2 separate regions of the Sus scrofa genome follow, and region 1 is linked to region 2. The links are chromatin contacts, called in public Hi-C maps. All regions are on one chromosome and are shown on one strand. Each heading gives the region's core, a stretch centred on a gene start, on an enhancer-like site or on the middle of the called end of the contact. The rest is flanking DNA. Distances are from core to core; before and after follow the strand shown.

Evidence for each region. A called contact is a pair of places that touch in the nucleus more often than the background predicts.
Region 1: a Hi-C map of liver shows a contact between it and region 2, with 4 times the contacts expected there. The contact joins the promoter of ACOT13 here to the enhancer-like site in region 2. A contact is called at or near these places in 1 of 5 promoter capture datasets (liver) and 7 of 47 Hi-C or Micro-C datasets (brain, heart right ventricle, liver and 1 more).

What each region holds. Positions count from the first base shown.
Region 1 is chr7:19,498,776-19,504,089 of Sscrofa11.1, forward strand. ACOT13 (acyl-CoA thioesterase 13) reads left to right here and starts at 3,862. Exons shown (of 3, transcript NM_001244979.1): 1 at 3,862-4,068. The coding sequence starts at 3,988. TDP2 (tyrosyl-DNA phosphodiesterase 2) reads right to left here and starts at 3,662. Exons shown (of 7, transcript NM_001243686.1): 1 at 3,457-3,662; 2 at 3,287-3,372. The coding sequence starts at 3,621.
Region 2 is chr7:19,429,652-19,435,045 of Sscrofa11.1, forward strand. It overlaps KIAA0319 (dyslexia-associated protein KIAA0319 homolog), which reads right to left. Exons shown (of 22, transcript XM_005665630.3): 4 at 5,272-5,394; 5 at 2,334-2,432; 6 at 415-512. Among named protein-coding and RNA genes, the nearest start is that of KIAA0319, 55 kb to the right of the region's middle. Within about 2 kb of position 2,335, at least 5 of the 83 cell types and tissues checked have an H3K27ac peak or open chromatin away from gene starts, as enhancers often do. A contact at or near this core is called in liver, where this site is marked.

The DNA.
Region 1 (5,314 bases), core at 2,612-5,111, 71 kb after region 2:
TCCTGTGAGCATAGCCTGGCACTTCTAAGGTTTGGCCATAAGAAGCCTTGCAGCTTTCACTCAAGCGTTTTGGAAACTCTGTTCAAAAATCTTGAGCTGCCATGTGGGAAGTCTGAGTCCTCTGCAGTGCTGGACAAACCATACATATGTGCTCTAGTCCACCAGCCCACCTGACCCCACTTTCCCCACCAAGACCCAGACATTTGAGTGGAGGGACAAAACATTATTACAAGGTGACTGCTGGAGTTCCCTGCATAGCTCAGTGGAAACGAATTTTACTAGTAACCATGAGGACACAGTTTTGATCCCTGGCCTTGCTCAGTGGGTTAAGGATCCAGTGTTGCCATGAGCTGTGGTATAGATCCTAGATGTGGCTCAGATCTGTCATGGCTGTGACGTAGGCCAGTGGCTACAGCTCCGATTTGACCTCTGGCCTGGGAACCTCCAAAAAAAGTGACTGTAATGCCAATGTTTTAACTTCTTTAAAAATGTTTTTTTCTAAATTGAAGTATAACATATAACATTCTACTAGTTTCAGGTACACAATATAATGATTTGTATACACTGTGAAATGATCACCACCTTGGAGTTCCCGTTGTGGCTCAGCAGTTAACGAACCCAACTAGGATCCATGAGGATGTGGGTTCCATCCCTGGCCTTGCTCAGTGGGTCAAGGATCCGGTGGCGGTGCCGTGAGCTATGGTGCAGGTTACAGACACTGCCCGGATCTGGTGTTGCTGTGGCTGGTGTAGGCCGGCAGCTGTAGCCCTGACTGGACCCCTACCCTGGGAACCTCCATATGCAGTGGGTATGGCCCTAAAAAGCAAAAAAATTAAAAAAAATGTTTTTTAAATGATCACAAGTCTAGTTAACTTTTAAACTTTTTTTGAAATAATTTCGGACTTTCAGAAAACAGTAAGAATTCTACTCACCATTCAGCCAGATAAAGGTTAACAGTTTACTTAATTTAACATGCACTTGCTTTATTCTTTCTATTCTGAAACATTTCCGTAAACACTTTTAAATGTATGTCCTAAAAGTAAGGACATACATGTACACTCTAGTACAATTATCAAAAATCAGGAAATTATCATTGATAATCCAGAATACTTCTTCAGGCTTTTTCTCTCCTGACCTTGATATTTTTGAAGAATACAAGCCATTGATTTTGTAGAATATCCTTCAGGTTGGGTTTGTCTCATGTTCTCTTATGATTAGACTCAGACTGTGTATTTTTTGGCAGGAGTAACACAGAAGTGATAGTGTGTCCTCCTCAGTGCATCATATCAGGAGGCACCTGATACAGGTTTGCCCCCAACACTGGCCACGTTAACTTTTATGATCTCCCCCATGCAGTAAGGATTTTGTGGGTAGGTACTGTGAGACCACCTAGATACTGTTTTTCATCAACTTTCATCTATTAGTATCCATTGACGATTCCTGTCTGAAACAATTACTATCATGATAGTTCCCAAATGGTTGTTTTTTCCTACCATACCTACTACATTTAGTAGTTGGAATTCTACTGTAAGGCAAAGTGTTCCCATCATTCCTGGACAAATGTATTTATATTAGTGTGGATTCTTATTCTATTCTATACATAAAGCCTCACTCTCACTGGCACTTGATCTGAATCTCAAGGAACAACAAACCACAGCCGAATCACACTTTGCTTGTTTTTTTTGCCAGGTTATGATTCGGGGCTTGGAGACTCCTAACGGTCTTCCATCCCAACATCACTCAGCTCCATCCACATTTTTTCTAAGGGACTATTTTGTTCCAATTTTCTTACTGGCCACAATTTAGGAGGCAATTAACAGATGCTAACACAGGCTAGTCTGAGGAAAACAGAGGGATTTACAAGGAAACAGTAACATGTCAAAGAACCAGTTACAGGAATATAGCTACCCCTAAGGAAGTGCAATCGAGGCTTTCTTTCAATCCTACTCAGCTTCCCTTTGCTTCATTCTCTCTCTGCAACCCAGTATTTTCAGCTTCCCCATGCACAAAAGAGGATGGGTATGTCCCTAACAGGTACTGAGTTAACATGTACAGCTTCAGCTTGGCAGCAAGATTCACTTAACATTCTTGGTCCTAAGCCCAAGCCAGAGGATCTGACTGGCCAGCATGGGCTAGGTGAAGAGCTACTAATCTAAGTGGCTCTAGTTATAACAACATGGGAGCCACAGTTGTCACTTGTGGATGGGTAAACAATTTCCCAGTTACAGGTCAGGCAGATAGAAAAGGAGTCTAATGAAATGATCTTATCAGATGCAAGCCAAGACAGCTGAAAAGATCAAAGGGAGAAAAATGTACAGTTTAACTGTAGAGGCTGCCCATACAGCTGGGAGAACTTTATATACTCAATATCGATTTACTGAAAGTTTATTACAAGCCAAATATTGTATCAGTCTAATCGACAAACATGATAGATATTGTCTTTACCACACAGGTAGCCTCGCTGGAGATACAAAAACACTAAAGAGCAATTATAATATGAACTAAGTTGTTATGACAGGGGTGAGGCAGGATGCTAGAGAATTACCTAAGAAGGGAACCTTATCCATACTCGGAAGATCGGGGAAAGCTTCTTGGAAATAAGTCATGGCTAAACTTGGCTTTTAAGATTATTATTACTCAGCAAGGAAGGAGAAAAAGGTTCTAGGTAGAAGTGATAAATATCTTTAGGTTGAAGGGCAAAAGAAAATATTCCAATGGAGAGAGGGAAAGTCTGATACGCATGGAAGTTTTGTGGGGTAGGAAAGAGAGGGTGACAGGGGAGGAACCCGGAACAACAGACAGTGGTCAAACCGTGGAGGAACTTGTAAAGCACCTGGATTTCAGGAGCAGTAGTGCGCGAACTGGGGGAGGAACACTCGAAAAACGGGCAAGATGCGCATTTTATAAAAACTATTTTCTGGTCGGCCAAACAGCAATATAGGAAGCAAGACGACTTCCAAGTTACCACTCTTCAGTAAAGGATTTGTTTCATTTGTTTCAAAACTCTCGCTTACACAGTTCCTATATATAAATCGAGTCGAAAATGACATGTAAGGATACTTTCTCCCCGCACTCCAAAGTTCGAGTGACAGCCTGGACCTCGGGCAGCTGATGGGGCGCATCTCCTTCCGCGGCACCACAACCCCTCCGCCTCCGGCAATCCTGACGGGAGAACTGCCTCTACTCCACCCCGCCCGCCCAACAGCAGGTCCCAGGATGCCCAACGCCACCCGATACCCAAATGCCTCCGTCCGGACGAGCCCCCCATGGCCCAGTCGTCGCTCACCAGGACTCGGGCTCATTGGGGGTCTCAGGACGACTTTTTAAAGCGTTCTCCTCCACGGCCGGCTCGAAGTAGGAGTTCAGCGCTCTCTGAAAAACAAAGACACAGGGATGGGACGTGTGCACTGCACCCACCAAAGTAAAGAGTGGGAAAGAGAAACAGCAAAAGCGTACTTCCATCTCCCAATCGTTCTCGGCCAGGTAGCACTGAGCCACGGCAGCGTCGCAAGTCGCTACCGAGGCAAACTCCACACACAGAAGTCGGCGCTTCTTCACCTCGGGCTCTCCCTCCTCCTGCTCCAGCTCCGGTCCATCCTCCAGGCCGCTTTTCTGCTCCATCGCCTCCCAGCTGCCGGCTCGTCCCCCAGACTCCGGCCAGGGGGCAGGCCCCCGGCTCTGCGCAGGCGCCCGACACCCCGGCGCTCGCGCATTAACAGCCGGGAGAGAAACGCACTCCGCTCCTGGAGGACGTTAACGCGCCTGCGCAGCAGAAAGGGAGGCCCCGGGCTGGCAAGGGCAAAACAGCGCTTGCGCGCGCGGTCACGATGAGCCGTGACGCCTCTGTGCGCAAACACAGAGAGAACGGCGGTGGCGGGAGCGCGCGAGGGGACGTCCTGCCCTTTGCGTCCTGGTACTTCTGCGAACTTGTGGGCGTCCTGCTCCTCCAAAAAGCTCTGGGGCCTAGGAGCTGGAGAACAGACCACAATGAGCTGTATGACAAAGAATCTGCAGGAGGTCCTCAAGCTCCTAGGCAAGAGTTCGTGTTTTGACAGAATTTTGGAAAAGGTATTGGATGCGAAGCTACGGTTTCTAATGAAGAGAAAGCACCTTGCGTAGTTCGTGGTGAGCGCTGGATAAATTGTCTCTGGTAGATTCTTTTGGCCTGCGTCCCGAAACTGACCTTAGTAGTAATGATTTCTATTGTAATGGAGCACAGTTATGTGCTAGGTGTGCCTCCATTGATCTGTCAGTCTTTAAAAACAAAAAGGTAAGTGGCTTTGCCAGCAAAATGAGCTATTTGGGAATAGCAGAGGAATTTGCTATGGGACGTGCAACCATAGGCAGGTTCTCAACTGTTCTTTTATAAAGAGGAGAGGAAAGTTTGAGAGGGGCTGTTTTGAACAAGTCATTGAGGAGAGTCGAGTCCGGGTTGTTGTGGTTCTCTTTGGTTGAGTTGCGGAGGCTTCTCATTAGCTGAGTTTTTACTGGAGGAAGAGAAAAATCTTCATTCTTCCTACTGGTGTTTGAAAAGTTAAACTGTGAGGAGGGGTGAGTGGGGGTAAGTTCCCCCTGCCGCACTTCCAGATTCCATGTGGAATGCGGTATTTTATAATAGCAACATTATAATGTTGTAAACATTTAAAAAAGGAAGTTAAATTTTAGTAAAATATCTTAAGCTCATTATACCCAAAATACTTTTAACATTAAATACTTTTAATCAATATAGAAGAGTACTAACTTTTTGTACTGAATCTTTGAAATTACTTACAGCACATCTTAGCATCATACTAGCCATGTTTCAAGGACTTAATACTGACAGGTGACTGGTGGCTACTGTATTAACTGCATAGGTCAGCATCATAGTAAGTGCTCTGTGTTTGTTAATTTGATCTAAAATGGATTTTGTAGTTTATGTTTCTTGTGGGCACATTTGCTTAGGCTAAAGTATAGGTTTATGCATAGTGATCTATAAATCAGTCAGGAACCGTTCCTTTTACTATAAATTTTAAGGTAGCATGATCTAGGCCTTGTCTCTCAGGAGACATGTACGAGATGTCAGGTTGTATACTGAGGCTGAAAAGCTCAGATGGAATGTTTGATTTCTGCAGGAGTGGAGATTCACAAATACTCCTGTTTTTCCCTTATATTACTTATTTAAAAACAGTTCATGGAGTTCCCATCGTGGCTCAGTGGTTAATGAATCCGACTAGGAACCATGAGGTTTCAGGTTCAATCCCTGGCCTTGCTTAGTGGGTTAAGGATCCGGCATTGCCGTGAGCTGTGGTGTAGGTTGCAGACGCAGCTTGGATCC
Region 2 (5,394 bases), core at 1,085-3,584:
TCTTCTTAGGAGGGCTTACCTCTTGGAGCAGTATTTGGTAGTCAAACCATTTGTGAATGGGAATGGAGTTGTTAGCAACCCTAGAAATGTGCCTGACTAAGAATCAGAGAGCTCTCTTTGCAAAGGGAGCAAGCGTTGGAGCCCAGGCTTTAATCTCACTACAGACACCCATATCAGCCTGGCAACCAGCTTCTCTTCCCCGGGGACTGACATGCCAGGTCAGTCAAATAAAGAAACGCTACCGAAAATCCCTTTATTTAAATCTGTCTGTTTACCCACATGCTTGAAACTTGATTCATTTATATCCTTCTTAAAATCTTAATCATAAGAGAGACTTCTGGGCTCAACAGCTAAGAAGGTGCTACCTGAATTCTAAGGTATGTTGTCAGTTACAACCTGTCTCCAGTTACGTACATGAGAGACATTAAGCGTTTCCATGTGTCTTTGTTTTATTTCACCTTGGTAGTCTTCTGGGTGGCTTATTAAACTCCATTCATAGTTGTAAGTTGTTTCTGTGAACACAAAAGAAATGTAAGTAGTTATAAATTCTTAGAGGTCACCATAATCTGGGCAGAGGGAAGAAAATGACAGTCTTCAATCTAATTTAGAAACTAATTTAGATATACTGAGGCTCAGTTATCATCCAAGTAAGGAATAACAAGCTTTCTATATCTTCTTAATGTAAATTTTCTTTTTTAATTATAGGAACATACAACTTATAAAATTTTAGAAAATGTACAAAAAATTTTTTTTAAAAACTGCCCTAATTTCATTGTTAGCATTTGATGACTTTCCTTCCAGACCACTGCATCTACTATACATATAAATTTTAACACAGTGTAATCGACTGTACTTTTTCTCCTTTTAATAAAAGGCAAGACGATTTCAATTCATTTCTTCTGTCTTAAGGGTTTATAGAAGGACACAAAAAGAGATTAAATGTCTTTATATTAAGCTGTCTGCCACTGAGGAGTACTAGTGATTAAAGTATGAGGGACAAAACACAAATGACAAATGTCATCTATATTAAATTTTGATCCATTTATGATAGGGAAAATGAATAGGGAACTAATTAATATTTATGAGAAATAGTCAAACACCTTAAGAATGAAAATACTTTAAGAAATAAAAAATAGAGTTGCTATATGATCCAGCAATCCCACTCCTGGGCATATATCCAGACGAAACTATAATTCAAAGAAATATATGCATCCCTAAGATCATAGCAGCACTATTCACAATAGCCAAGACATGGAAACAACTAAATATTCATCAATGAATGAATGGATAAAGAAGGTGTGGTACATATATATAATGGAGTACTACTCAGCCATAAAGAAGAATGAAATAACGCCATTTGCAGCAACATGGATGGACCTAGAGATTATTACACTAAGTGGAGTAAGTCAGTAAAGGACAAATGCCATATGATGTCACTTATATGTGGAATCTAAAATATGACTTCAGTGAATTTATCTGCAAAACAGAAACAGACTCACAGACATAGAGAACAGACTTGTGGTTGCCAAGGGGAGGAAGGAGGGTGGGAAAGTGATGGATTGGGAGTTTGGGATTAGCAGAAGCACACTATCATATATAGGATGAATAAACAACAAGGTCCAACTGTATACCACAGGGAACTATACTCAATAAACTGTGATAAACTATAATGGAAGAGAATATAAAGGAGAATGTATATATATATGTATAACGGAATCACTTTGCTGTACAGTAGAAATGAACACAATATTGTAAATCACCTACATGTCAATAAAATATAATTTTAAAAGAAAGAATACATTTGACAGGTCACAGGAATAGGTCAAATGTGCGCTCAGTAGCAGAGTGCTGAACTGGCAAAGAAAGAGCATTTTAAAAAAACATGTCTGAACAGCTGGGGTGAGGATCCCGAGAACCTCAGAGCTGTGTTATCACGAAATATCTGCAAACAAACCTTTGTGTACATGCTACCTTCCTTACCTGACAGTGGACTCTTTCCAGGCTCTGTGGGTCATTACAAGCCAAAGGCTGGTATGTATAAACCTCTCTTGTTCTAAGATATCACTCTGCTTTGCACCATCAGAAACAAATGACTTTCTATCCTGACCAATTATAGGAAACGTGTCATATTTAATTTCCTATCCCCTCACTCCATTTTAAACGTTTCAACTTTGATGCTGATGATCATCAAAGCCTCTGGAGTGACATCCGCTCCAGAGCGACATTCACAATGTTCTGAAAATGAATCAATGTTGTAACTAACTAGTCAAGACCCTTTAAGGACATGCCAGCGAAAAGCCTCTACTGGTCCCAGAGCAAAGTCCAGTTCTCACCTGCAGGGGGCACTGGCACAACAGAAGCCTTCAGTTCAACTTCGTTTTCCGGTAAAGTTATTATTAGGTTATCGCCAGCAGACACCATGAGTTCTTTCACTAAAGGTTAATTAGAAATAGTACGTCTCATTATGTACTTTCATGTTATATTACTGCCCTGTAATATATTTGTTTTTGTTCTTAGCATCCATAAAATAAAATAACACACTTTTGCAATAGTTCTTTATGCAACTTTATCTAGGACACTTTGTCTCTCTGGCAAGTAACAACTATACCCTGTATTATGCTGCAGGGTTGATCTGGTACATTTAAAACTGTCTATGTGAGTAGGCACTGTGGAGAAAATAATGTTTCAGATTGAGCAAAGTGCCGGTGACAAGAGTTGTGTGAAACAGGTGGGGTACTGTGGATTGGGTCTATTTTCTCTCTTGCTACCAGCTTTGCTTGACTCCCTGGTATGTGCTATTTTCAGTCATAAAGAGATGGAGTGTTGTCATAAGTGTTTCTGTATCATTAGTCACACATCACTCAGTCTTTCTGATAGTAACCGCATGAATTACCGCAATGGCCTTGCCCCTGGAAACTTTTTGAGGAAAAAAACAGTCAATTTCAATATAAAAAGGTGATTTTAACTCAAGCAGGAGGAACATTCACTCTCAGTAAAACCACTCATCCACTAAATCGGCATTCAGAATAATGCTCGTTTCCTTGCTCTAAAAATACCTTCAATTGGCTTGACTCAACTGGACTTTATTTCTCTTAAAAAAAATACAATTGAGATATGTCAAGATACCACATAGAGAAGAACAAAGACTAAGAAAAAAAAATCTGAGTGCTTTCTAGAGGTCCCAACTGCTTGGAGATGCTCATTTAAATCCACTTCTCTCCTCTCAGTCTACACTCAGCCCCTCAAGTGCCTTCCTAGACCAGCTGCAGCGGCTTCGCTGTCCTCTCTGGCTCCTCTTTCCTGTCACTTTCACTGACTCTTTGTAAGAAAAATGAGCAATTATGGACCTAGAAAGGACATGAGACCAAACCCATCACTTCACAGATGAAGAAACTGAGCCCTACAAAGGTAATGCAAGTTGTTCGAGACTATGTGGATCACGTGCCATAAATCCACCAACATTTAACTAATTCAAATGTATTTATCTCAATAGCCACTTATTTACCAGATTAAACTGTGCCAGGCACTTTTCCAAGGGCTTTAAAATGATCCATTAACTTTATCCTCTAACAGTCTATGCAACAGGTGCCGTTAGAACCCAAGGATGCTAATTCCTAGGCAGTCTCCCTTTCAGTATACTACACAGCTTCTCCTCCACCATTATCCTTCTCTCTACTGAAGCTCAGGATCAAATAACCAAGGAAGAGAGGGTGATCATCAAAGTATATGACCCACAAAAAGGCTCAGGCCACATGACAAAATCTCTAACTTCTTTAGTAGTAAATCCGATGGGAGCTTTTCCGTCCTCCTGTAACAAACACATGGCCCGCTCATCACTTCTTCCAACATGGAACCCTCTCCTCTCTCCTTCCCTCCGTCCATGCTCTCCTTTCTCTCCTTCCTCTTTGTCACGGCCACTCGGGCAGCTCCTTCTGCTCTTCAAGCTCCTGATGTAATGCCACCTCCAAAGTTCCCACCCTCAGGCCTCTCCCCAGCTCACCCCCACACTCTCCCTGGAGGGCCTTCAACTATCACCTCCGCACTGATGACACCTCTGCCTTTATCTTCAGCCCAACTGCTCCTCTAATTCTCAGTCCCATGCGTTCATCTTAGAGTCCTTTTCGCTTTCATCCTGACCGCCAGCCACTTATCAAATCCTAATAGTTCTGCCCTTTTAATATGTCTCAAATCTGGTTCCTTCTCTCCATCCTTGCAACCACTCACTACAGTTTTCTAATGCATCCTCTTGCTTCTAGTCAGCTCCATACCCTTGTCTTGATACCAATCCGATCACTTCACTTTCCTACTTAAAATCATTCAGGGATTCTCTCCACCCATCCAACAAAACACAAGTTCCTTAGCAAAAAACACAGGATCCTTCAAGACACTGTCTGCTCACCACTCCAGACCCAACCTTGCCATTTCCATTCCATTTACGTGATCAGTTCCAGCCACAACGAACTCCTTAAAGCTCTTCCTGAAATGCCCTGTGAACCTTGTCCCTCTGTTCCTGTGCATAGGCAATGAAGGAGGTGATGGGTGCGGCATGCCAAGCATGGTGCCTGGCACTGGGCAAGTGCTCAGTAAATATCATTATCATTATTGCTATCGCACATGTCGCTCTCTCAACCTGAACAGCAGGCCAACCCCACTTCAGCTGGCTCATCTGTCCTAGCTTTATCACCTCTGGAAAACCTTCTGCGGCTCTTCCGAGGGGATCAGGCGGGTTGTCCCCTCTCAGCTCCCTCAGCAGCCTCTCACAGCACCTACTGTACTGCATCAAACCATCTATTTATCTGTCTTGCCCCGGGCTATAGAAGTCATGGAGGGAAAAGACAATATCTATTCATCTTATTTGTTCATTTGTTTGTTTTTTGTCTTTTGGGGGCTGCACTACAGCATATGAAGTTCAGGCTAGGGGTCAAATCGGAGCTGCAGCTGCCAGCCTACACCACAGCCACGGCAATGCCAGATCTGAGCCATGTCTGCGACCCACACCACAGCTCATGGCAATGCTGGATCCTTAACCCATTGAGCGGGACCAGGGATCGAACCCACATCCTCATGGATACTAGTTGGATTCGTTACTGCCGAGCCCTAATGGGAACACCTCTATTCATCTTTTTATTCCCAGCACCTTGCGACATTTTGGGCACAGGACAGCTGCTCAACAATGTGCTTGGAGAGAACAGGTCAATTTTCAGAGCTGTCACTACTAGATTCTACAGCGTGTCTTCAGTCTGCTTCCTCCAATTGTATTTTTAAAGTTACCTGCCCTGGGAGCCGTGGGAGTAGATGCTGGTTGCTCAGATAGGGGGGACTCAGTGGGAACAGTGCTGGCGGGAAGAGTTGAAATGCTATGCTCTGGGCTCCACGGCATGACTGTGGAAACTG